Regions from separate parts of the Mus musculus genome. Here regions 1, 2 and 3 are each linked to region 4. The links are chromatin contacts, called in public HiChIP or PLAC-seq and promoter capture Hi-C maps. All regions are on one chromosome and are shown on one strand. Each heading gives the region's core, a stretch centred on a gene start, on an enhancer-like site or on the middle of the called end of the contact. The rest is flanking DNA. Distances are from core to core; before and after follow the strand shown. Region 1 holds the start of Pnpla3 (patatin-like phospholipase domain containing 3). Region 2 holds the start of Sult4a1 (sulfotransferase family 4A, member 1). Region 3 holds the start of Parvg (parvin, gamma). Region 4 holds the start of Tspo (translocator protein).

The links. Promoter capture Hi-C pulls out the DNA fragments that hold promoters and counts their contacts. HiChIP or PLAC-seq counts read pairs in DNA pulled down with a chosen protein or histone mark.
Region 1: a FOXA1 HiChIP or PLAC-seq map of pancreatic cancer cells shows a contact between it and region 4. The contact joins the promoter of Pnpla3 here to the promoter of Tspo in region 4. A contact is called at or near these places in 1 of 39 promoter capture datasets (hippocampal neurons) and 1 of 115 datasets of contacts at active chromatin or transcription factors (pancreatic cancer cells).
Region 2: a contact with region 4 is called in a promoter capture Hi-C map of embryonic stem cells, with 3 times the contacts expected there. The contact joins the promoter of Sult4a1 here to the promoter of Tspo in region 4. A contact is called at or near these places in 2 of 39 promoter capture datasets (embryonic stem cells and hippocampal neurons) and 1 of 115 datasets of contacts at active chromatin or transcription factors (craniofacial prominence).
Region 3: a contact with region 4 is called in a promoter capture Hi-C map of embryonic stem cells, with 3 times the contacts expected there. The contact joins the promoter of Parvg here to the promoter of Tspo in region 4.

Annotation. Positions count from the first base shown.
Region 1 is chr15:84,165,535-84,170,759 of GRCm38.p6, reverse strand. Pnpla3 (patatin-like phospholipase domain containing 3) reads right to left here and starts at 2,944. Exons shown (of 8, transcript NM_054088.3): 1 at 2,700-2,944. The coding sequence starts at 2,886. Mir6392 (microRNA 6392) reads right to left here and starts at 2,490; the gene lies at 2,383-2,490. It overlaps Gm33530 (a long non-coding RNA gene), which reads left to right and starts at 4,930. Exons shown (of 3, transcript XR_384288.2): 1 at 4,930-5,225.
Region 2 is chr15:84,102,332-84,108,224 of GRCm38.p6, reverse strand. Sult4a1 (sulfotransferase family 4A, member 1) reads left to right here and starts at 2,471. Exons shown (of 7, transcript NM_013873.3): 1 at 2,471-2,794. The coding sequence starts at 2,626. Gm46526 (a long non-coding RNA gene) reads right to left here and starts at 3,384. Exons shown (of 2, transcript XR_001781726.2): 1 at 1,474-3,384.
Region 3 is chr15:84,320,756-84,326,092 of GRCm38.p6, reverse strand. Parvg (parvin, gamma) reads right to left here and starts at 1,373. Exons shown (of 13, transcript NM_022321.4): 1 at 1,262-1,373. It overlaps Gm22890 (a small nucleolar RNA gene), which reads left to right and starts at 2,741; the gene lies at 2,741-2,884.
Region 4 is chr15:83,560,788-83,565,994 of GRCm38.p6, reverse strand. Tspo (translocator protein) reads right to left here and starts at 2,422. Exons shown (of 4, transcript NM_009775.4): 1 at 2,351-2,422.

The DNA of each region.
Region 1 (5,225 bases), core at 1,695-4,194, 600 kb before region 4:
TAATAGCCTGTTGTATAAGGTATTTCCTGGATGGTGCTGGGGCAGGTCTTCCGGTGACGCATGCTCATGAGAATTCCACCTGCCTGTCTATAAAGCCACAAGCCACGAACACATCAGCATTCCAGCCTTGGCACAATGGACTCAACATCAGACAGCACAGAAGAAATAATGTAGGCCTGGACCTAAATGTAGATCTCACCCCTGCCCCTTACAGAGGAAAGCACTCTGCCATCTGTCTATACCACAGATTGACTTTAATTTAAAACAAACAAACAAACAAACAAACGATTATATATATATGCATATGTGTGTAGGAGCTTATGGGCACCACATGTGTGCAAAACCCTGCAGAGGCCAGAAGACAGCATCACATTCCCAGGATCTAGAATTATAGGTGGTCAGTAAGTTGCCAAGCTGGTTCTCTGTAAGAGCAGTAAGCGATCTTAACCACTGAGACATCTCTCCAGCTGCTAGACTGCCTTTTTTCTTTTTCTTTCTTTCTTTTTTTTTTTTTTTTTTTTTTGGGTTTTGAGACAGGGTTTCTCTGTGTAGCCCTGGCTGTCCTGGAACTCACTTTGTAGACCAGGCTGGCCTTGAACTCAGAAATCCGCCTGCCTCTGCCTCCCGAGTGCTGGGATTAAAGGTGTGCGCCACCACGCCCAGCGACTGCCTTTTTTCAAGGAGAGTAAAAATGGATTCACTTCTGGAGGCAGAAAGGATTGTGTAAAATAAGGTCTATAAAATGCTCAGTCCAGAAAAGACTGTGTAAGCGGCTAGGCTCCGTGTAAACCTCTAAGCCAAGACTTCCCAGATCGCACAGTAGGTACACAGTAGTATTCACAGTCCATCTGCCCTCACTCTCCAGACCAGCCCTCTTTGACTAATCCACTCTGCCCTAGCACTTATGACAACATGAATCCTGGTTCCATGAGGCCAGGCATATCCCAGCCTTTTCTGATCCAACTCTAACTCTCACTCCCAGCAAACCCTACCCCAAGCCAGCCTGCTGAGCCTGGCTTGAGGGTGAACTCACACACTGGTAGCCAATTGCACCTACCTCCTCTGTCAAGTCCAGCCAAATGCTCAGATGCCCCAAACACCTGTGCCCGTTCCAAGCCCTGGGCAATGCACCTTAGCAGCTCCCACCAGAGATAATCTGTAATTTTGTGCCCTCTCTGTGACCTGACAGGATAGCCCCAGGCTGTCCCTGTCTTCTGAGCAGTTACAAACACCCCACTTTATCATTGGTTCTCAATCTTCCCAGTGCTGGAACTCTTTAATACAGTCCCTCATGTTGTGGTTGCCCCCCCAAATATACAATTATTTTCGATGATACTTCATAATGTAATTTTGCTGTTATGAATCATAAGTATCTGTTTCCCAATGGTCTTTGATGACTCCTGTGAAAGGGTCATTAGACCCCCAGAGAGGCTGTGACCCACAGGTTGAGAGAACCATTGCTCTATATGAAAGTGGGTGTACTTAAGATTCCTGGAGTCAATGCATTTAAACCATGTCCCAATAATCATCCATCGCTATTGGGCTCAGAGCCCTCCATTTAAGAACTAACTGCCTTTAGTGCCGAAGCCCAGGGTGTGCAATGGCCACTGGACTAATCTAGTCTTTCCAGAGGCCACTCTCACTGCCCTTTACTCCTGGCTCCCTCCTCACTGGGAAACCCAGACAAGCAGGCACACAGCCAGATTTGCTTGTCTTCTAATCCCTGATTCTCATCGGCTCAGGGTCTGCTCACCGATCCCATCCAATGGCAGAGCTCCGCTCATCAGCAGGGGCTTTCCCCTGCCTGCCAAAGTCTCTCCCTGCTGGCTGTGGCCAGCAGAGAGCAAAGAGTAAAGTGTTAAAGAGGCCCCAGATCAAAGAGGGTTGATGTGGGACATTGTCATGCAGCCTGGGGACCTTTGGGTGTCAGCAGTCCGCCCCCCCCCCCGTGGGCACTTAGCCAAGCCCTGCCCACAACCCCAAAAGCATCCGGCTATGACACTGGGAAGAGAAGGCATCACATCCTAGTAGTTTAGTGGGGGAGAGGAGAGTACTCGCCTCCTCTCGCTCATGGGTGCATGGGCAAATGTTTAATTAGGCCAAGATTCAAATGCCCTGAATGTCAGTGACATCGATCTGGGAAGGGCCGCTTATCTAGGCTAGTGAAGACAGGAGAGAGTGGAACTGGATCTGTCTGGGAACCCATTCCAGCTTCTAGGGAGTGTTCCAAATATTTCTCTAATCCACGTACCCCGCCCCCACCAGCCACCTCTAAAGGCAACCGGAGCATTGGACTGCCACTAAGGGTGTTCTAGTCTGGGTGCCTTCTGCCCTTCCTGGCGGCACCAGCCATGGGACACTAGCCAGAGCCACACAGGACAAACCTTCTGCGGCTCAGGGACCAGAGGACCCGGCAAACCTGCGTCGTTCCCTGCTGCTCAGGGATGACCCAGCTGACAGGACCAGGGCGCCAGAGCGGGTCAGGAAGAAGATGCTCGGAGCGCGTCTGCTCCAGCCGGCCCCGGGAAATCCCACGCCAGGTGACAGGCCCAGGGTCTCCAGCTGAGTGCTCAACGGCACCGGGAAGGATGAGAGCTCTCCGGACAGGTTTCTTCGGGCACCCCGGAAAGTGTTACCGATTCCCCAGGTGTAGCAACCCCTCCCCGCACGCGGGGCCTGGGTAGTGGCCGTGGACGCACCGAGAGGGAGACTGCACACGAAGGTGACCGCGTGCAGTGCACCGGCCGAGCAGCCAAAGAAAGTGCGCGCATCGCGGAGGAGGTGCGGGGCGCGCTCGCTCAGACATAGCGTAGCCCCGACGTGGTAGAAGCCCAGGAAGCCGCAGCCTGCAAACGACAGGCTCCAGCGGCGCTCTGGGTCATACATGGTGCTTGAAGCTCCGGGCGGCGCTGCAGTTCAGCTCTGCTCCCGGTGTTGCTGCTCTGAGCTTAAAGAGCCGCAGCCGCCTAAGCTGTCTTCGGGTGACGTCAGCTGAGGCCCCGCCCCACTAGGACCATGCAAATAAGCCAGTGGGAGGCCCAATGGGCGTACTGGACTCATGCCCCGCCCCATGTCCCTCCCGCGTGGGCTTTCCCAAATCCTAGGCTTGGATGCTTGCTGGGCAGAATGGCTCTTTGAATACCCTTTTCTTTCAGGTTCTGGATGGCACGCCGGTGGCACTCTCTCCTTTTCTTTATTACACGAGAGATGCTACCATCCACATGCTGTCTTTCCTTTATTTTCATGTAGGGTGTCTGTTTTTGCAGTTATTTATTTTGCTTTCTGTTCGTTTTTAATTCATGGAGAGAGGTTTTCTTCCTCCCTTCCTTCCTCCCTCCCTCCTTCCCTCCCTCCCTCCCTTCCTTCCTTCCTTCCTTCCTTCCTTCCTTCCTTCCTTCCTCTTAAAAAGATACTTAGGCTCCCCGCCCCCATGTTTATGAGTATTTTGTCTGCATGTATGTCTATGCACCATGGGTGTGCAGTGACCAAGGAGGCCATAAGAGGACGTTAAACCTCCTAGAACTGGAGTTGCAGAGGATTGTGAGCCATCGCGTGGATTCTTGGACTCCACTCTGGTGCTCTGTAAGAGTAGTTGTGGCCTCTACCGCTGAACCATCCTTTCAGCGCCTTGTTTAATTTTACAGTACTAAGAACTGAACCTCGGCCCTCCTGCATGCTAGGCAAAGGCTCTACCACTGAGCTGCCCTGGGTTCCTTTTTCTTTTAACCAGCTGCCTCCTTCAGTGACTCAGCCTGGACTTCAGCCTCTGGCCCCTTTGCCACAGCCTCCTAAGTAACTAAGACTACAGGAAGACAACACCAGGCAGGGAGGACCTGAAGTTTCCATGTACAAGTGTCACTTATAAATAAAATATGTGATTGGCCGGTGCCAATGAAGGCAGGAGTAAGGAAAGCTGGGAGCTAGATGGTTTGTGGTCCTGTCTGTGCCTCTTCTGACTACAAAGTATCTTTGACCAAGTATAGCAATACAATTTGTACACTACTCTTTTTTTTCTTTTTTTTTTTTTTTAGATTTATTTATTTATTTATTATATATAAGTACATTGTAGCTGTCTTTCAGACGCACCAGAAGAGGGCATCAGATCTCATTACGGGTGGTTGTGAGCCACCATGTGGTTGCTGGGATTTGAACTTCGGACCTTCGGAAGAGCAGTCGGTGCTCTTACCCACTGAGCCATCTCACCAGCCCCTGTACACTACTCTTTAATAGAATATTTTAGTTAAAATTTATTTTTAATATTCTTATGTGTATGGGTGTTTTGGCTGCATGCATAGCTGTGTACCACATTCAGGTTTAGTACCCATGAAATCTAGGAGAGAGTATTGGACTCTTGAGCATCTTCTTCCCAGCCCACTCCGGCACTCTGGTTTGGAATGCCCCCCCCCCACACACACACACACTTGGGTCCTACCAGCTGGGGCATCCCTGGAATTGGAGTCACAGACAGTTGTTAATCACTCTATGGGTGCTGGGAACCTAACCCAGGTCCTATGGAGAAGCAACATATGAACCACTGAACCATCTCTCCAGGCCTCTAGTAGAATGGTTTGCTATTGTTTCAGGCAGAAGAAAAAAGAACAAAAGAAAAGTTACAAAATCCCTCACCCCACAGAACAAATTTCTTTTTTTTTTTTTGGTTTTTAGAGACAGGGTTTCTCTGTGTAGCCCTGGCTGTCCTGGCACTCACTTTGTAGACCAGGCTGGCCTCGAACTCAGAAATCCGCCTGCCTCTGCCTCCCGAGTGCTGGGATTAAAGGCGTGCGCCACCACGCCCAGCTAGAACAAATTTCTTTAAAAAAAAAAAAACTTTCTTGAGATAGGCAGTGTGCACACACCTTCAATCCCAGCACTTGGGAAGCAGAGGCAGGTGGAGCTCCAAATTCGAGGTTAGCCTGGTCTACAGAGTGAGTTCCAGGATGACCAGGGCTACACAACACATGTGTTCAGTAATGTGAAATGTGTGATTCCTTCTGCATGAATGTTGCGTAGGATTCAAAAGCTACCCCATCCAGTCATGTCTCAAAGGAACAACACAGGCTGGAATCTTCTGCATGGCAAGAATGGTCCTTGGTACTTCAATATCCAGAGAACAGAATCCCCATTTCCATTATGGAGGGTGAAAACTGTGACAGGGTTGAATCTAGGGGGGAAAAGATGGCTTTACATCCTTTCTCATGGCTCATGTGTCTGTTTGTCCATATTCC
Region 2 (5,893 bases), core at 1,222-3,721, 540 kb before region 4:
CACTCCACACTGAGATGGCAGCTTATCAGGGATTGGCATGTGTGCGGATTAGCTTTTGTCAACTTGACACAAGCTAGAGCTATTTGGAAAGAAGGAACCTCAATTGAAGAAAAAAAAATGCCTCCAATCCTATTGACCTGAACACAAGGCTGTGGGGCATTTTCTTGATTAATAGTTGATGGGACCCTGCCCTGCCTATTATAGGTGGTGCTACTCCTGGGCATGTAGTCCTGGCTTCTATAAGAAAGCAGGCCAGGAGTGGTGGCGCACGCCTTTAATCCCAGCACTTGGGAGGCAGAGGCAGGTGTATTTCTGAGTTCGAGGCCAGCCTGGTCTACAGAGTGAGTTCCATGCCAGCCAGAGCTATACAGGGAAACCCTTCTCGAAAAACAAACAAAACAAAAAACACAAACAAACAAACAAAAAGAAAAAAGAGAAAGCAGGCTGAGCAAGCCATCGGGAGCAAGCCAGTAAGCAGCGCTCCTCCATGGCCTCTGCTTCAGCTCCTGCCTCCAGGTTTCCCCTTTGAGTTTCTATCCTGACTTTTCTCCAATGATGGTCTGGGACCTGTGAGCTGAAATAAACCCTTTCCTGCCCATGCTGATTTGGGTCAGGCATTCAACACGGTAATAAAAAGGCAAATCAGGGAGCCGGAGCAATGGCTCAGTGATTAAGAACACTGGCTGCTCTTCCAGAGGACCTGGGTGTGGCTTCGAGCATCCACATAGGGGTTCCTGACTGTCTGTAACTCCAGCTCCAGAGTGTATCCTCTTTCCTCCTGGATACCAGGTGCACAGAATATGTCCAGGCAAAACACCCATACAGGTAAGTAAGTAAATAAATAAATAAACAAACGGGAGCAGACTAGGGCATTCATCACGCATGAGAAATACATTCTCCACCCCTCTGTGGCAGGATTCTGCTCAGTGCGGACACTGCTAACACCTCAGATGCCTCCAGCATTTGTCCACTGCGTTGAAACCGAGTGAAGCCGTGACTGACACAGCCAAGACGCTTTCTTTAAAATTACAAAAAAAATAAAAAAAAAAATAAAAGAAAAGAAAAAAAAAGAAAAGAAAAAAGGAAAAAAAAAGAAAAAAAAGCAACACATTTTACATTTATTTCGTGTGTCGTTAGTATGCAAGTTGATGTGTATGTGAAGGTCAAAGGTAAGTTTGTGGGAGTATTCCCCTTTCACTATGTGGGTTCCAGGAGTGAAGCTGAGGTTGTCAGGCTTGGCAGCAAGCGCTTTACCCACTGAACCATCTTGTCAGCTCCAGGATGCATTCTTAGCACCATGAATTCCGGTCTATATGTTCTCTTCTTACTCAGAGGGGCTCTTCCTTGCCTCTTACTCTTCACTTCTCAGGGATCGCACCTGAAACAATGTTACTGGGGCCCAGAGCCCCTTTGTGTCACCCCAACTGCTCCCCCAAGATGCCCTTCAGTGTGGAAAACCAGAAGGTCCCATACCTACTCTCTGTATCCAGACAGGTCTGTGCATCTCCCGTGCTAGAGAGAAAAAGGAGACAGTTTTCTCTGCCCCTTTCTTAGGCTCTCATGTATCCTAAGCTAGCGTCAAATGCACGATGTAGCCGAGGCTGGCCTTGAACTCTTGATCTTCTTGTCTCCACTCTCCAGTTGCTGGGATCACAAGTGTGCCGCAAGCCCAACTTTTGTTTGTCTGTTTCCCTTTTCTCCAGTGCTGGGGAACTGACCCCAGGGCTTCCCGAGAGGGAGGAGCTCTACTCCTAAGGGGTTTCCCAGACCCTTGGGTTCTTGTTAGCTGCTTTCCCCAGATGTGGCTCCTGGAAATAGGATTCCCATTGTCAAGGATGGGACCTGGACAGGTGGCGGGCGCCACCTGGAGGGTCCTCTCTGGGGGATTTCCTGAGGGCGCATCTCTGCTGGGGTCCCCTCTACCTGAGGTCCTTTTTGCCTGGGGGCGGGGATGTCCACTCTTGGGTTCCTCTCTGCCGAGGGTCTTCTCGGCATGGGAGTTTCCTCTCTGGAGGAGGGGGGATCGCCTCTGTTTGGGGTGTCCTCGGGGAGGGGGCCTCTTCTCAGCCTGGAGATTTCTCTGCCAAGCGTCTGGTCTCTGCCTGGAAGGGCCCACTCTGGGGTTTCTATCTGCAAGGGGAATCCTCTGCTGATGGTCTTCTCTGCTTGTGGGGTGGGGGTGGGAGTCCTCTCTGCCTGGAGGTTTTCTGTCTTGGGTTTCTTTTCTTGGGGCCTCTCTGCCGGGGTTCTTCCTGGGGGGAGTTCTCTCTGGCACTTGATTGCAGGCTCTCTAAACGCTGCCTTTGTCAGCCGCGCTCTGATGCGGGCTCTTCCATCTCTGGCATCAGAAGCTTCTGGAGGTGCGGCTTCCCGGACCCCGAGGCTCGCCCTGGGTCTGCGCAGACGCCTCCTTTTTTGCTCTAGGGTGTGGGGACCCTGACCTGCCACGCATGACTGACAGGCAGTGATACGGACCCGACGCACCTTTGCGGCAGGCGCGGGGCCTCGGCAACCGACGTCAGGGGCGCGGCGTGCGTGGGTGCGGCCATGACGTCATGCCCGCGGAGCCCCGCGCCGGCGCCGTGACGTCACGCCCTGGAGCTGCGGGCCGGGCCGGGCGGCGGCATGGCGGAGAGCGAAGCGGAGACCCCGGGCACCCCGGGCGAGTTCGAGAGCAAGTACTTCGAGTTCCATGGCGTGCGGCTGCCGCCCTTCTGCCGCGGGAAGATGGAGGATATCGCCGACTTCCCCGTGCGGCCCAGCGACGTGTGGATCGTCACCTACCCCAAGTCAGGTGAGCCGGGAACCCCACGCCGTACCGGTCGCTCGCGCGGCTGTGTGACCTTGGGCAGGTCGCTCAGCCTCTCTGTGCCCTAGTCCTGTCCGGCTCCCCGTGTGATGAGGGCAGTGGGCGCGCCTCCAGTGTGGGCTCTGTGGGGGATGGGACCGCCCTCCGCTGCCCCTGTATGCTGTTTACAGGCCGACTGTCACCAGGCGGGACCTGGGCACCTGGGTCCCCAGCAGCCGTGTAAGGTAGAGCTTCTAGGCAGAGGATCAGAGAGGGGAGGAGGCTTGTCCAAGGTCACACAGCTGGGCTGAGATCTGAGCCACTCAGTTCTCCAGGCCTGGTGTAGAGATGGCTGTGTGGTGCCTTTTCTGGGGTCTGTAGGACAAGCTCAGCCGGTTCTCCTGTCCCTGTAGGGCGTCCTTGTGACCATTGTCCTGCAGGCTCAGGTAGTTGAGAAGGTGTCCATCACCCCGAGGTATCCAAGCAGGCGGTTACAGGAGAAAATATAAGCAGGGCATCTCCCGGGGTGGAGTCCGGGTTTCCTGGGCAGCTGCCCATCATCCTCACAGAGAGTGGTGGGCGCTCTCAGGGGAGGAGTTGGGGTGCAAAGGCCCTGGGGTCAAGTCCAGGTGTAGGCACTGACCCACCACTGGGCATACAGCCAGCTGGGCTGTCCTGAAAAGGCATGTCAGGAGACAAGCCAGGCTGAGTGAGGCTGCAACCACCCCACAGTCCCACCCCTGGGTCCCTGCTGGCTTTAGCTAGGGTTGCCTTTTGGAGAACTCTCTATGTGCTGGTCATTCCGCTGGGTGCTCCACATCTGGGTTAGTGGCTGTACCTGGTGTTGTCTTTTTTGGTTTAGTGCCTGGGATGAACCCAGGGCCTTGTGGCCCTATGGCTCATGTATGCCCTGCCTCTCAGCTGGGTGCCCAGCCTCAGGGTGGTACTTAAGGAGGCATCATGGCTGTGTCCTCGCTACAAAGGGTATGAATGTGCCCGTGGGTAAAAGAAGATTCTAGTTCCCTCCCTAGACCCTGGAATTGTGGGAGACTTGGTTTTCAGAGCCCTTAGGACCAGGGGGTGTGGCTGGGATTGTAATGGAGTTCCTGGAGGAAAGGGCCAGAGCCTGGGTTACTGAGGAAGGAGCTGGGGAGGGCCTTTGACCCGGGATACCTGAGGGAGTAGCCAGGCTAGAGGCCCAGCTGTGAACTGGGAGGGCTGGCGAGTGTTAGACAAACCCTGTGCAGGAGCCTGGTGGCTTCTGGGGAGCTCCCTGGACACTGCAGAGAGGAGTTGGATGGGAAACATCTATGTGTGCATGCGTCGTGCGTACGTGCGTGCGTACGTGCGTGCGTGCATGCATACGTGCATAAATATTTGAAACAGAGTCTCTGTGTACCCCAGGCTGGCCTTGAATTTCCAGTCTTCCTGCTTCAGCCTTCCCAGTTCTGGGATTGTTGGGGTATACTATCACAGTCACCCCACAGGATGACAGTTTTTTTGTTGCTCCAGACAGGGTCTCAGGTAGCACAGGCTGGTATTGAACTTGCTGTATAGCTGAGGCTAACCTTGAACTCGCGATCCTCTTGTCTCAGCCTCTCAAATGTTGGCATTACAGGAGCCCTTCACCCTCCACCCTTGGCTGGATGCTGGTTTTCTGGGTAGCAGACGTGTCCTGGGTGTAGCATGTACCAAGTGCAGAGAGAAGAATGGGCCAGAGTTGGTGTAAAAGCATCAACCCCTTCCCTAGCAACAAGACCCCAGGGGTGCTTCAGGGATCCCAACTCTGCCCTCCCCATCACATCCTGGGAGCCGCCTTCCTGAATGGGACAGTCTATGTCCTGGTGTTTCTTGATGGATGCCCCTGCCACTCCCTGTCCCTCCCTCCTCAAGGCCACTGTGCTAGAGCACAGTTGCGTTAGGAAGAACCAAGGAGCCACCTCCAGGCTCTGTGCTGGCTCAGCTCCTCAACCTCACCCATGACGTTTGAGTAGGCTCGACTGGGAGTCCCACAGCACAGGTGGGGGCTGTGGCTTGAGTAGTCACCTGTGTGGCAGGTTCCCTGGGCTCTGCTGGGAGGAAAGCTTTCTTTTCAGAAGTCAGGTGACCAGCCTCTGGGTCACTCTGGGGTCAGTTGCCTTGGCACCAACATTGCTGCTGCAGGTGCCAAATGCTGTGCCCAGCAGGGTACTGGGGCCACTCACCTTACCTCCCAGAGAGAAGCCACTGTCAGGTTTGAGCCTGGCTGCCCCTAGCTCTCCTGGCATTTCCTGGATCCACTGACCTCCAGGGTTGAGTCTGGGCCTGACAGCAGGATTGAGCCCAGCACTGATCAGGCAGGGGAGTGGTCTCAGTTGGGAGAGGAGAGGAACAAGACCAGAGAAAGACAGCCTCTGTAGCCTTCTGCCCAGTCTGCAGGGCCCTTGGAGAGACAGGGTGGACATATCTCAGGTTCTTTGCCTTGGGAGAGAGGTGGCAGTCACTGGCAATTCCCCAATCCTGTCCCAGTGCTCAGGGGTTGGTGTGTGTGTGTGTGTGTTGCTGTTATTTTAACACAAGCCTCCTTAAGGGAAGGGCTGGCTCAGGGCTAAGGCCAGGCACCTCCATGCATCAAGGAGCCACTCACCTCAGTGTCAGGGACCCCTAGTGGCTGAAAGGCATTGTCTACTGGAAGAAGGCAGGTTGTGAGGACCTAGGTTTGATCCTAGTTAGAGGACAGCTTCCAGTCTGTCTAAACTGGACTTGGAGCCAGCTCGTGTGTCTGCAAGTTGTTCAGGCTTGCTCCAGACACGTATAGCCAAGCCTGTCCCCACCTACTCCCATCTCCTGGCTTTGGGATGAACAGCCCAGCCTGGGAAGGCCGTCACAGTGGTAGACGTATAGAGAATAGCCAGAAGACTGTGTTGGCCACAGCAGGTCAGATGGTTCTACCAGAGTGACAGCAGAATTGTTACGGCTGAGTAGCTGAGTTGCACCCAGGTGTCCTCTGTGCCCTCATGAGGTCCCTTGGTGTCCCCACTTGTCCTTAGTTCTTCCTCCAGGAGCATCTGCCCAGTGTTTTCTAGTGCATGCTCTTTTAGGGGTGCATGTGTCACCACATGGGGT
Region 3 (5,337 bases), core at 124-2,623, 760 kb before region 4:
CAGTTTTGAATGAGTCTTTCGCCAATTGGCTCCGCACCCCCAGACTTGGGGTGTGGTCTGTCAGGGCTTTTGCTCACGAAGCCCAGAGCTCGTGCTCCTTGTGAAAGACCAGCAGTCCCTCCTCGTCCTCGTGATGGGCCTGAGACCAGCAGTGTGTCGTGTCTTCCCCGCCCCCGCCCCAGCCTCACAATGCAATGCGCAGTGTCAGGCCTGAGACTGAGACCAGCAGTCCCATCCCACCCCACCTTCCCATCCCCCACAGCCAGCTTCGTGATGAGCACTGTCAGGCCTGCCCGTACCCAGCAAGGATCAGATTCAGAAGCTAATGGCCCCCTTCTGGTTCCCTAACCTACTTCTGGTTCTTCCGCCCACACTTCCCCTCTGGAAGTTTCATTTGCCGCATGGCCACCTTTGACTCTTCCCTTATGTCCCTCGTTCAGCCTCTGCACGAGCCTGGGATTCCCAGGCTCACTGGGATACTGGAGGTCTGGGGTCAAACTGGAAGGAAATTCACAACAAGGAACCTGAGAGTTGTGCTGAAGAAGAGGCACTGGGGGGGGGGGGGGGGCGGTGCTGAGAGCCACCATCCTCAAACTGGCTACAGCCTGGGAACCTTGGGAAACTGAGTCCTACCCTGAAGCCAGGAGCAAAAGGCCAGAGCCCCCTGGGAATGAGTTCCAAACCCCACAAACTGAGCAAGAGAAAAGAGAGTTGGGCTGGGGTGGGGAGCCTGGGCCCCAGCCAGCTCCTCCTACTCAGACTGGGTGACTATAGGCCAGCACGCTCTCTCTTTGACTCTGATGCAACTCTACAGGGAGAAGCTAGACCCTGTGTCCAGCCAAGTACACATAGACCTGAAACTGCCTCTGGTGACCGGTCCCAGGTGGGTTCCTTCCCTGCCCCAAACAGCAGTTTCTTCATGGTGGGGAACTCGGCTTTCTCTCATGCGGTAAAGCTCTGAGTGGCTCTGGTCTGAAAACTGCTCATCTGGCTGTGGGGGAGGTAGTCAGAGCTTTCCTGTGGGGACGGGTCTCACAGATCCTCAGTAAAATGATGCAATGGCCTCAGCAACGTGGCTGGATGTGGGGCTCCCCTTTGGCAGATCCCCCTGACTGTGAGCTCCCAGCTGAGATGTGCCTCTGGGTTTCTATTCAAGGAACCTCTCCACCTTCCTCTCTGAGGTCCACTACCCGGACATGTGAACAGGTAGAAGATTCTAATAGCTCAGGGACCCCACAGGCCAAAGATTAGATGCACTCACCCGCTGCTTCTTTTCAAATCAGGAAATGGAGCCCACTAGCTTAGAGGGTGACCAGGTTCCCAACGCAGACAGGTTCCGGAGGTGGAAGGCAGGGCTTCTGTTCACTTCCTCTGCCACCCCGGTGGCTGCAGACAGCTTCCTCCTCTAAGTTGCTGATGAGCGAGGTACCCTAAATCCACTGAAAGACTGCCAGAACCCCTGCCCCTAGTCTTCCAAGACTCCATGGCATCACGGGGTCTCTCATACTTCCCTCCCTGCCCCCGCCTCTCCATCAATCCAGACAATCACTGTCTGAAACATAACAGCAAGGATAGGACCCCAACAGCAAACTGTGTTCTCCACTGCCTTTTTCTCATGGTGCCCAGCCTGCACCTCTGCCTCCCTCTGAGCGGCCCTCCAACCAAGCTTGCTTGCTCCAACCAAGCTTGCTTGCTTTCTCACTTGCTGATGGACTAACTTCAAGACAGTCTCATGTAGCTCAGACTGACCTCAAAGTCACCAAGCTGAGGTGGTCCTTCAACTCCTGATTCTCCTGCCTCCATCTCTTACATATCTGAGTTACAGGCAGGAGCCACTACACCCAGCCAAAGGCTCCTAAATAAAGCCAGTCTCCAGGTCTCAGCCCGAGTCTCTGCACCCACAAGCTACTTTCCCCAGCTTCCCCAGCCCTCCCATCCTCTCCCTATAAACCGCACAACACCTGCCTGTTCTCTGCCAGTGCCTCAGGCTTTTACTTTGATGTCACAATGCCTGTCCCCATGTCTTGTAAGCTCTGCTCAACTCTTCACATGGCTCACAACTCCTTCTTGGCATGAGCTTTGGTACCTCCTCCTATAGGAAGTCTTCCACAACATCCTTTTCTTTTACAATGGTCTTGGGCTTGCAGCCATGCTAAAACTATCCTTTTTTTTCCTTTTCTTCGAGACAGGGTTTCTCTGTGTAGCCCTGGCTGTCCTGGAACTCACTTTGTAGACCAGGCTAGCCTCGAACTCAGAAATCTGCCTGCCTCTGCCTCCCGAGTGCTGGGATTAAAGGCGTGCGCCATCACACCCGGTGTGCAGCCATGCTAGATCAGCTGATGACATGGGCTGGTGCCTGATAGCTGTCTCACCATCAAACCAGGAGCTCTACAGGTTGGAACCCATCTTTCCCACTCACTACTAAAAGTCAGTGCCTACAATAGCACCAGGCACAAAATGGGATCAATGAGCATATTTTGATGGCTGTTATTGCTTAAAGGACTGTGTTGGTCCTATGACAAAATGCCTGATGGAGGCTGGAAATAGAGCTCAATTGATAGAGTGTCTGTCTAGCATGCAGGAAGCCCCGAGTTCAATCCCCGGCACCTCATAAACTAGGCATGGGAGAGGACATGTGTGATCCAGCTCTCAGAAGCTGGAGGCAGGAGGATCAGAAGTTCAAGGCCGGCCTAGACTTCAAGAGTACATGAGACACTCTCTTTAAAAAAGAAAAAGAAAATCCCCCTGGCATTGGGCAAAGAGACACCTTGTTGTTGGTGCTGTTCTTATATCAGTCAGGGGCAGAGCAGATGGCAGTCCTTAGTGCACCCTAGCTTGATACCTGGCTTGGTGACCACAGCTGTTTTATGCCTAGGACATATAAATCAAATCAAATCAAATCAAATCGAATCAAATCAAACCAAATCCAGGCAGCACAGCATGGGAGAAGGAAGACAGAGACCTGCATTCCACCATTCCACCCCGACATGACTTCTGCCCCACAGCATGGGTGGGCCATAGACACCCAGAGCCTGCCTACCACCGTGGAGCCCAGTGTGTGAGGGAGAAGACAGAGACCTGCAGAACCATGCTGCCCACAGACCAGCTCCAGGGCACATGGCACAAGCAGACTGTAGAGACCATCTTGCTACCATGCCACGAAGTATGGATGGACGATGTCACCCAGGGGCTGGCCATCCACATGGCCAGTCTTCAGCGGGAGCCAACACAATGGAGGGGGCACAGGTGGGCCAGCCCTGAGAGTGAGAGCTCCGGAGAGCTGGCCCTGCCATTCATCTGCCTTGAAGTGGTGGTTGGCATTCCTTCTAGGCTCTGCCCCACAGTTACCTGGCATCAGCTAGGTGTGCCTGAGTCACTATAAAAGGTAAACCCTCCTTCCTCCCTCTCTTCTCTTACCGTCTTTCCCCTCTGTCCCCATTCCATTCCCTTCCCCCTCTCCCCCATGTGCTCATGGCCAGTCTCTCTCTCTCTCTCTCTCTCTCTCTCTCTCTCTCTCTCTCTCTCTCTCTCCCTCCCTCTCTCTCTCTCTCTCCCTTTCTTTGTCTCTACTAACCCCTCAACTCCACTCCCCATACCCTGAATAAACTCTATTCTATACGATACCATCATGTGGCTGGTACGTCAGGGGGAAAGGATGCCTCAGCATGGGCCCACAGAGGCACCTCCATCCCCCACACCAAACATAACCCTGGCTTCTTTTTCTCTTTTATAAAACACAACAGTGGTGTGGGTGCAGGGGTGATGTCCTCCTTCCCTTGCCCCTTGGCACCTGCTGCAGTTGGGAGAACTAGCTCTGCACCTCACCTGGGTAACACTGATGAGAGCTGGCCCTGATGGCAAAGATGTGGGTGAGCCAGCCCCCAAAGGTGTGAGAACATAAAAGTTGGTCCAGACCCTCCTAGGAAGTGAGAAGGCAGCCATGGTTAGGGATGTGTGATGCTGGGCGGCACAGTAGCTCTGTCCAGAACTCAGGTCTGATGTCCTGGGTGGTTTCTGAGCCCGCTGACCCTGCAGTCAGCACATTCTAGCATGGAAACTGGAGTGTGTGCCATGGTTTCATGAAGGAAACACAGCACAGATGGGCTCACCAGAAGGGATGACACTATCCAGTTTGGCAGTTGGGGGGCGGGGGTAGGGAGGTGAGGGGGGTGGGGGATGGGAGGGGGGGATGACTCTGAAGCCCAGAAAGCAAGCGACCAATGGCAATCGCTGGAGAAAGGCTGAGCTAGGAAAATGACCACCCATGGTGATTGGTAGAGGGCACAGAAAGAGGAACATGCCCCCAACATCCACCACATACACTTCCCCTGCCAACAGCCTCTCCCCCAAGAAAGCCCAGCAATGCGGTTCACAGGGGTCAGGACAGGGAACAGGAATGGGTACAAAGAGCCGGTGGGCAGGGCAAACAGGAGCAGTGGCCATCATGGCTTCCTGGCCCTGGCAGCTCCTGTCTAGGAGCTGACTCTGCAGTTGGTGCCATTCATTGACAGGAGCCACCTGCAGCCTGCCCTCTCCCCAGAGCGACACCCCCCCCCTCCCCCAGCCTTCCATGGCCACTACAGACTTCCTAGGACTGGACTGGGTCCTTAAAGAATATGCTGTCAATCTCACTTACAGGCTGTGTGTCTTTAGAAATAGACACAGGGGGGAGCCGGGGGGGTCTTGCTTTGGGGGATTTAGAAGCATGAGAATCCAGTAGCCATGAAAGAGAAGAATCTTGGGTGAAGCCCCATGGATGTGGTGACATAATCCCCGGGAATCACTTACAGCCAAGAGTGGGTTAGTCCACAGCCTTGGCTCAACTGGGGCTTCTGCACAAAATACCACGGGTGGGGCTAATCCAACACTGTGGTGGGCCTGCTCTTGGGGGCACCTGGACATTTAACACATGGCAAGAACCAGTCCAGGCTTTACACCGTCACAGCTGAGCTCTGGCCAGCACACCAAGGAGACGTACAATGGTGCTATAGGTGTCCCTGTGTCAGGGTTGCTGGGTGGATGCAGCTGAGAGACCGATGTAGAACCTCAATCCGTGAACCGTGGGATTGTGACAGTCTAAAAGTCGCAGTCCATGAAGTCCCCATGGGAAGGAAGGGCATTGTGTACAGAAAAAGAGGATCCGAACATTCCGAATCCGAGGAAGGATCTTGTAACCGGGAGCCCCACCCCAGAACAACAGAAAAAGACCCTGCTCGCCCTGGAAAGCCCCAGCAACCATCTGAGGTGCCTGCCCTACAGAGAATGCCAATCTCCTCCCTCCAGACTCCGGAACCCCACACTTCCAGGAACTATCCAGTCTGGGAGCGGATGAAGCTG
Region 4 (5,207 bases), core at 1,173-3,672:
AACAGGACCAACCAATGTTTCAGAGTCCATCAAGTCTCCCATTATAGTGTGGTGGCTGTCCCAAAGACATACCATAAGGACAGGATCTAGGGACAGGACACTGGACCCCAGGTTTCTACTCCCACCCTCTAGCCGCCCTGGAAGGCAAGACTATCTTTATGCTCTGCTTCACTAAGGGGATCAAAGGGAGGGCCCCCTATTTCCATCCAAAGTCACAAAACAGGACAGTCACCACCCCACTTGAAACTGAAGGAGAAAGTTGGGCCAGGGACCTTCCAGGGACTTCTTGGAGACTGCCCAGTTCCTGAGTCACCCACACAGAGGGGTGGTAGACAGGCAGGGGTGGGGCCCATAAAGCTGAGTCACCCCTCGGCTAGACTGAGCTGGGCAGGAGATCAGCTCAGGGTGGAATCCCAGGATAGTATAGAGTGCAGGACGGAGATACTCAGAGGGGCAAAGCCACCCACTCACCCTTTATTTCGGTCTCTTCTAGAAGACATGTAACATCCTAAGCTTCACCCTGTCACCAGCTTGCTCAGGGTCCTTGGGGTGTTCCAGGAAGGAAGGACAGAACACCAAGACCTCCCTGGAAAACTCCACCCAGGGTTGTGACTATCAGTTCAGGGACCACTCAGCTGCTTCCTCTAGGGGAGGAGGAGATGGCTACCTTTTCATTTCCAGAGAGCATCTTGGACAGAAGAATAAGGACTAGACAGAGGAGAGTATGGTAGTAGGCCTTCTCGATGGTCACCACCCCAGGGCCTCAGTAAAGGAGCCAAGCCTTACTCAAAGGCACTCACTCACTCAGTCAAACCTTCATGTACTCCCCACAGCAGCCACAGGGCAGGGGTCAGCCACCTCTCTTTGATCCACAGTCCCCAGAAAGGGTTTATTGCTAGTGTCACCTTCCAGGTAAAGAAACTGATATGGGGCTGGAGAGATGGCTCAGGGGTTAAGAGCACTGACTGCTCTTCCAGATGTCCTGAGTTCAAATCCCAGCAACCATACAGTGGCTCACAACCATCTGTAATGAGATCGGATGCCCTCTTCTGGTGTTTGAAGACAGCTACAGTGTACTTACATATAATAAATAAATAAATCTTTAAAAAAAAAAGAAGGAAAGAAAGGAAAGAAAGAAAGAAAGAAAGAAAGAAACTGATGGGGAAACTGTAGAACATTCCAGGTTGGTATCTCTACATCCACAATGACACTCGGCCACTCTCGGTCACCTTCCCTTGGGATACAATGCCCTGGGCAAGGATCAGGTCCACAGGCTGTCTCTCTTCTCAGTGTCTGATGGACACAGGCCAACAGCATCGCCCTCTCCATACTTAGCACCATCACTCCATAGAGCTTCGGGCCCCACCTCTTAGTAGGACAGCCAGAAAGGATGCCTGAGCCCTCCTTCTCCTAGGCTGCTATCTGTGAAGCTAGGTCAGAGCCAATGGGCCTGGGGTACCTGTTGCCCTGGGGCTTCCCTAGAGACTATGACCCAGAAACAGAAGGGAGCCGGCCACGCCCTCTTCCGTCCACTGCGTGAAGCTCCTCCCATCCTTGAGCTTTCCTTCCAGCAAAGCCGTTTCTGTCCCGAGGAATTTTAGGACTTTTTGTTTTTAACGAACTTGCAAATCCTCCTTATACCTTTTGCCAGCTTTTCTCATTCTGAAAGTAATCATCGCGCCAGCAACAGGTCAGTTAGGACCGGCAGGAACTGGTCACCATGAGGTCTGGGGTGTGGGGAAATGGCGTGGCGGAGTGGCAACTTTATCAAACAAAACTGGCTTTCAAGGCGCCGCTTGCACAACCCCCTAACAAGGGGAACACAAACAGAAGCCGAAAACTCCGATCAGAGAAAAGCTTAAAAAGCAAGCCTGCTGTCTGTCGGCCTCACCCCTCAGGTACCTACCACTATCAAGAGTTTCTAGACGCTGGCGGGTCTCAGCCCTGAGACGGCCAGGCACACACACGCAGTACCCAAGTTCACAAATCACTACGCAGGAGAAGCGTCCACACCACACATGCAGGCTTTGATCTCAAAGCAGGCTTAGGCAGCTGCCGCTCAAATCCTGGCTCCTGGGCTTTGCATAGTCTCGGTTTCCCACGGATCCCAGAACTCCTCTGCAGGGGAAGCAGGATTCCCAGCAGCCAGAGGCTATCTCCTCTTCCCGCCCAGCTGCCTCCAGCTGCAGCAGCCAACTCCTGCCTCACCGAGGTAGGCACAGGACATTGGCCGCTGTCCCCAAAGGCCAAACACCCTCAGCCTCAGCAGCACATCCTCGGGAGGAGTCCCTCCCGCTTGGACCTGGCCTCAGTTTCCCTTTTGGCTCCCCGCCGTCAGGGTCTCACGTACCCACAGCCCCGCTCACGCAGTCGCTGGTTGTTCCGTGAAGGACACTGCGCACAGAGGTTGGTAGCCGCTGACCCCGCCTCGCCCCGCCCCGCCCTGCGCCGCACCCGGAGGCACCCTGCCTTCCCAGGCCCGCCCTCAACCAGGCACCCCTCTTTTTTTCTCTCCTCATCGTGGGCCTGGACACAGAGGGGAGAGATGCATCGCAGACAGGCAGACAACGAATGCCACAGAGGTGGCACATGTTTGTATTTCACACCGAGACAGGAGGATGACAGTGAGCTCGCAGTCAGTCTGAGCTGCGTATTATATTCCCCCCCCCCCCCCCACTGTGCCTGGCTGAATTCTACCTATCATCTTATCCGTATTTTGTGTTTTTTGTTTGTTTGTTTATTTGTTTGTTTGTTTTAATGAGGGACTTGGGATATAGTTCCATTGTGGAGTACTTTCTGTGCACGCAAAGGCCCCTGAGTTTCAATCCCCAGCACTGCCCAAAATAAAGGAAAACAAAACTAACCGCTTTCTGCCTCTTGTGTTAGTAAGGCCCTAGGCGCTATGCCTGGCCACACCCACTTGCTGGCAGCCCTCAACCTCTTCCTGTGAGTCAATTAGAGTAGGCTGGCTGGGCAAGGAGCCCCACCAATCTGCCTGTTTCAACCTCCTGGGCCCTGGGATTATAACTGTGTACTACTATACCCAGGGTTTTAACACAGGTTCTGGAAATGAAACTCAGATCCTGGTGTCTGCAAGGTAAAGGTGAGCATGCGACCCACTAAGGTATCGTCCCAGTCCCGGGCTTCCTGTTCTTAACCAGCAGCACAGCAGCCGAAGGCGGTCTGATTGAGACATCTCTCAGCACACCTCTGCAGCCTTGCCAATCCCTGCGGCAACGGCTCTACATGCCTTGTACGTGCCTACAGCTTTTCAGTCTCTCTGCGCCCCTCTGGCGTACCCTTGTCTGCCTCCTGGATAGGTTTCACGTCCTATTGTGTATTTGCAAAGGATTGACTGTCACCGGGAAGGGGGAGAGGGAGCTGGGGGAGGGGATCTATGGTGGAAATTTAGTCCCCGTTGTGAAGAATCAAGAGGTGAAACCAAGTGGGACCAGGTGGACCTTGAGGTGACTATGTCCCAAGGATTCACGGTGTGGCCCCTATCCATTCACGATTCATTCAGGAATAGATCCATCGGTTATCCTGAGTGTAGGTCTGGTATCAAAGCCAGCCAGTGCAGGTTCTCGGATAGGGCCCCTCTTGTCAGATGAAGCCCTACATCCCTTGGATTCTGTAGAGAGTCTCCACCAGCAAGGAGGCTCTTGTGAGATGCAGCTTCTGACCTTGAACTTTACAACCCTGAGGACGGTAACTTGTACTCTATATAAATGGCCCAGTATGTCATTCAGTGATAGAAACAGAAAACTAACTGAAGCATCTTCCCTCTCAGTGGCTCATTTTGTCTAGGTTGGCTAGTCCTCCTAGAGCTCTTGCCAGAGTCCCTCTGTCCTTCAGATCCTTGGAAGTGGGTTGTGGTCCAGCGGCCTCATGCTGTGTGTTATGACATCAGTATGCAACTGTATACATCTCTGGCGCACTCGACTGTTGTTGCTACTACCTTCTTGCTACAGCCTGTGGATGTAAATTTGGGCTGCAAAGATTTGAAATTTTACAAGCACAGCCTCCTATGTGAGTTTAAACTTAGTCCACTGAGCCAGCAATCAAAGGACCTGACCTTTTTATTTTTTGTTTTACACGTGTGGGTATCTTACCACATATATGTATGCGTACCATGTCTGTGCCTGGTGCCCACAGAGGTCAGAAGAGGGCCTTGGACATCCTAGAACTAAAGTTAAGAGATGGTTGTGAGAGCTGGGCGTGGTGGCGCACACCTTTAATCCCAGCACTTGGGAGGCAGAGGTAGGTGAATTTCTGAGTTCGACATCACCCTGGTCTACAGAGTGAGTTCCAGGACAGCCAGGGCTACACAGAGAAACCCTGTCTCAAAACAAACAAACAAACAAACAAACAAACAAACAAACAAACAGATGGTTGTAAGAATTGAACCCAGCTCCTCTGGAAGAGCAGCTAGTACTCCTAACTGCTGAGCCATTTCTCCAGCTCCCATTTTTGTTTAATCTTTATTTTTGGAGTCTCCTGTATAATCCAGGCTGGCTTTGAACCCATGATCCTGACTTCTCAAGTGCTGGGGATACAGACATGCACCATCATGCCTGGCTTCCACAGCCCTGACAGTGTGGAAGGCCTCATTGTTACTTTTCAGACCTGAATTTTTTTTTTTTTTTAACAGTTTCTCGTCTTTCGTTTCCTCACTTCTCTTTCTGGAATGCCTGTCACTCAAGGCCCTGGACTTCCCGTGTTGCTCTTCTCGCTCTCTGTTCTTGCTTAGTTCTTCTGTTTCCCTTCTTTAGTCCTCCCCCTCCCCCCAGTGGTTTCTTCTGGACTCCACTGAGGGTTTCAATTCTGCCCAGCCGTTTGCTGTCAATCACTGCCCATTTTTATCTCAGAACCCCACTGTCCTACCTCCTGAAGAGATCAGTGATATTCTTTTAATTACCTTTTTGTAACATTCATTTATTTTGTACATGAGGTCAGTGGAGAGCTTGCCAGATGTGGTTTTCTCCTCCCATCATGTAGGTTCCAAGGACCAAATTCAGGGTTTCTGGCTTAGTAGCAAGCACCCTTACCCACAGAGCCGTCTTACTGGCCCTAAAGTTAATATTTAAAAACTGTTGTTTTCTTCTTTCCTCAGCTTCCAAAATCTATATGTTAGCTTTCTTTTCTGCCCATCAGAGGCTTTTCTTAGATGCATGGGAGTCCTTGGATGTCTTATCCCAATTTAAAAA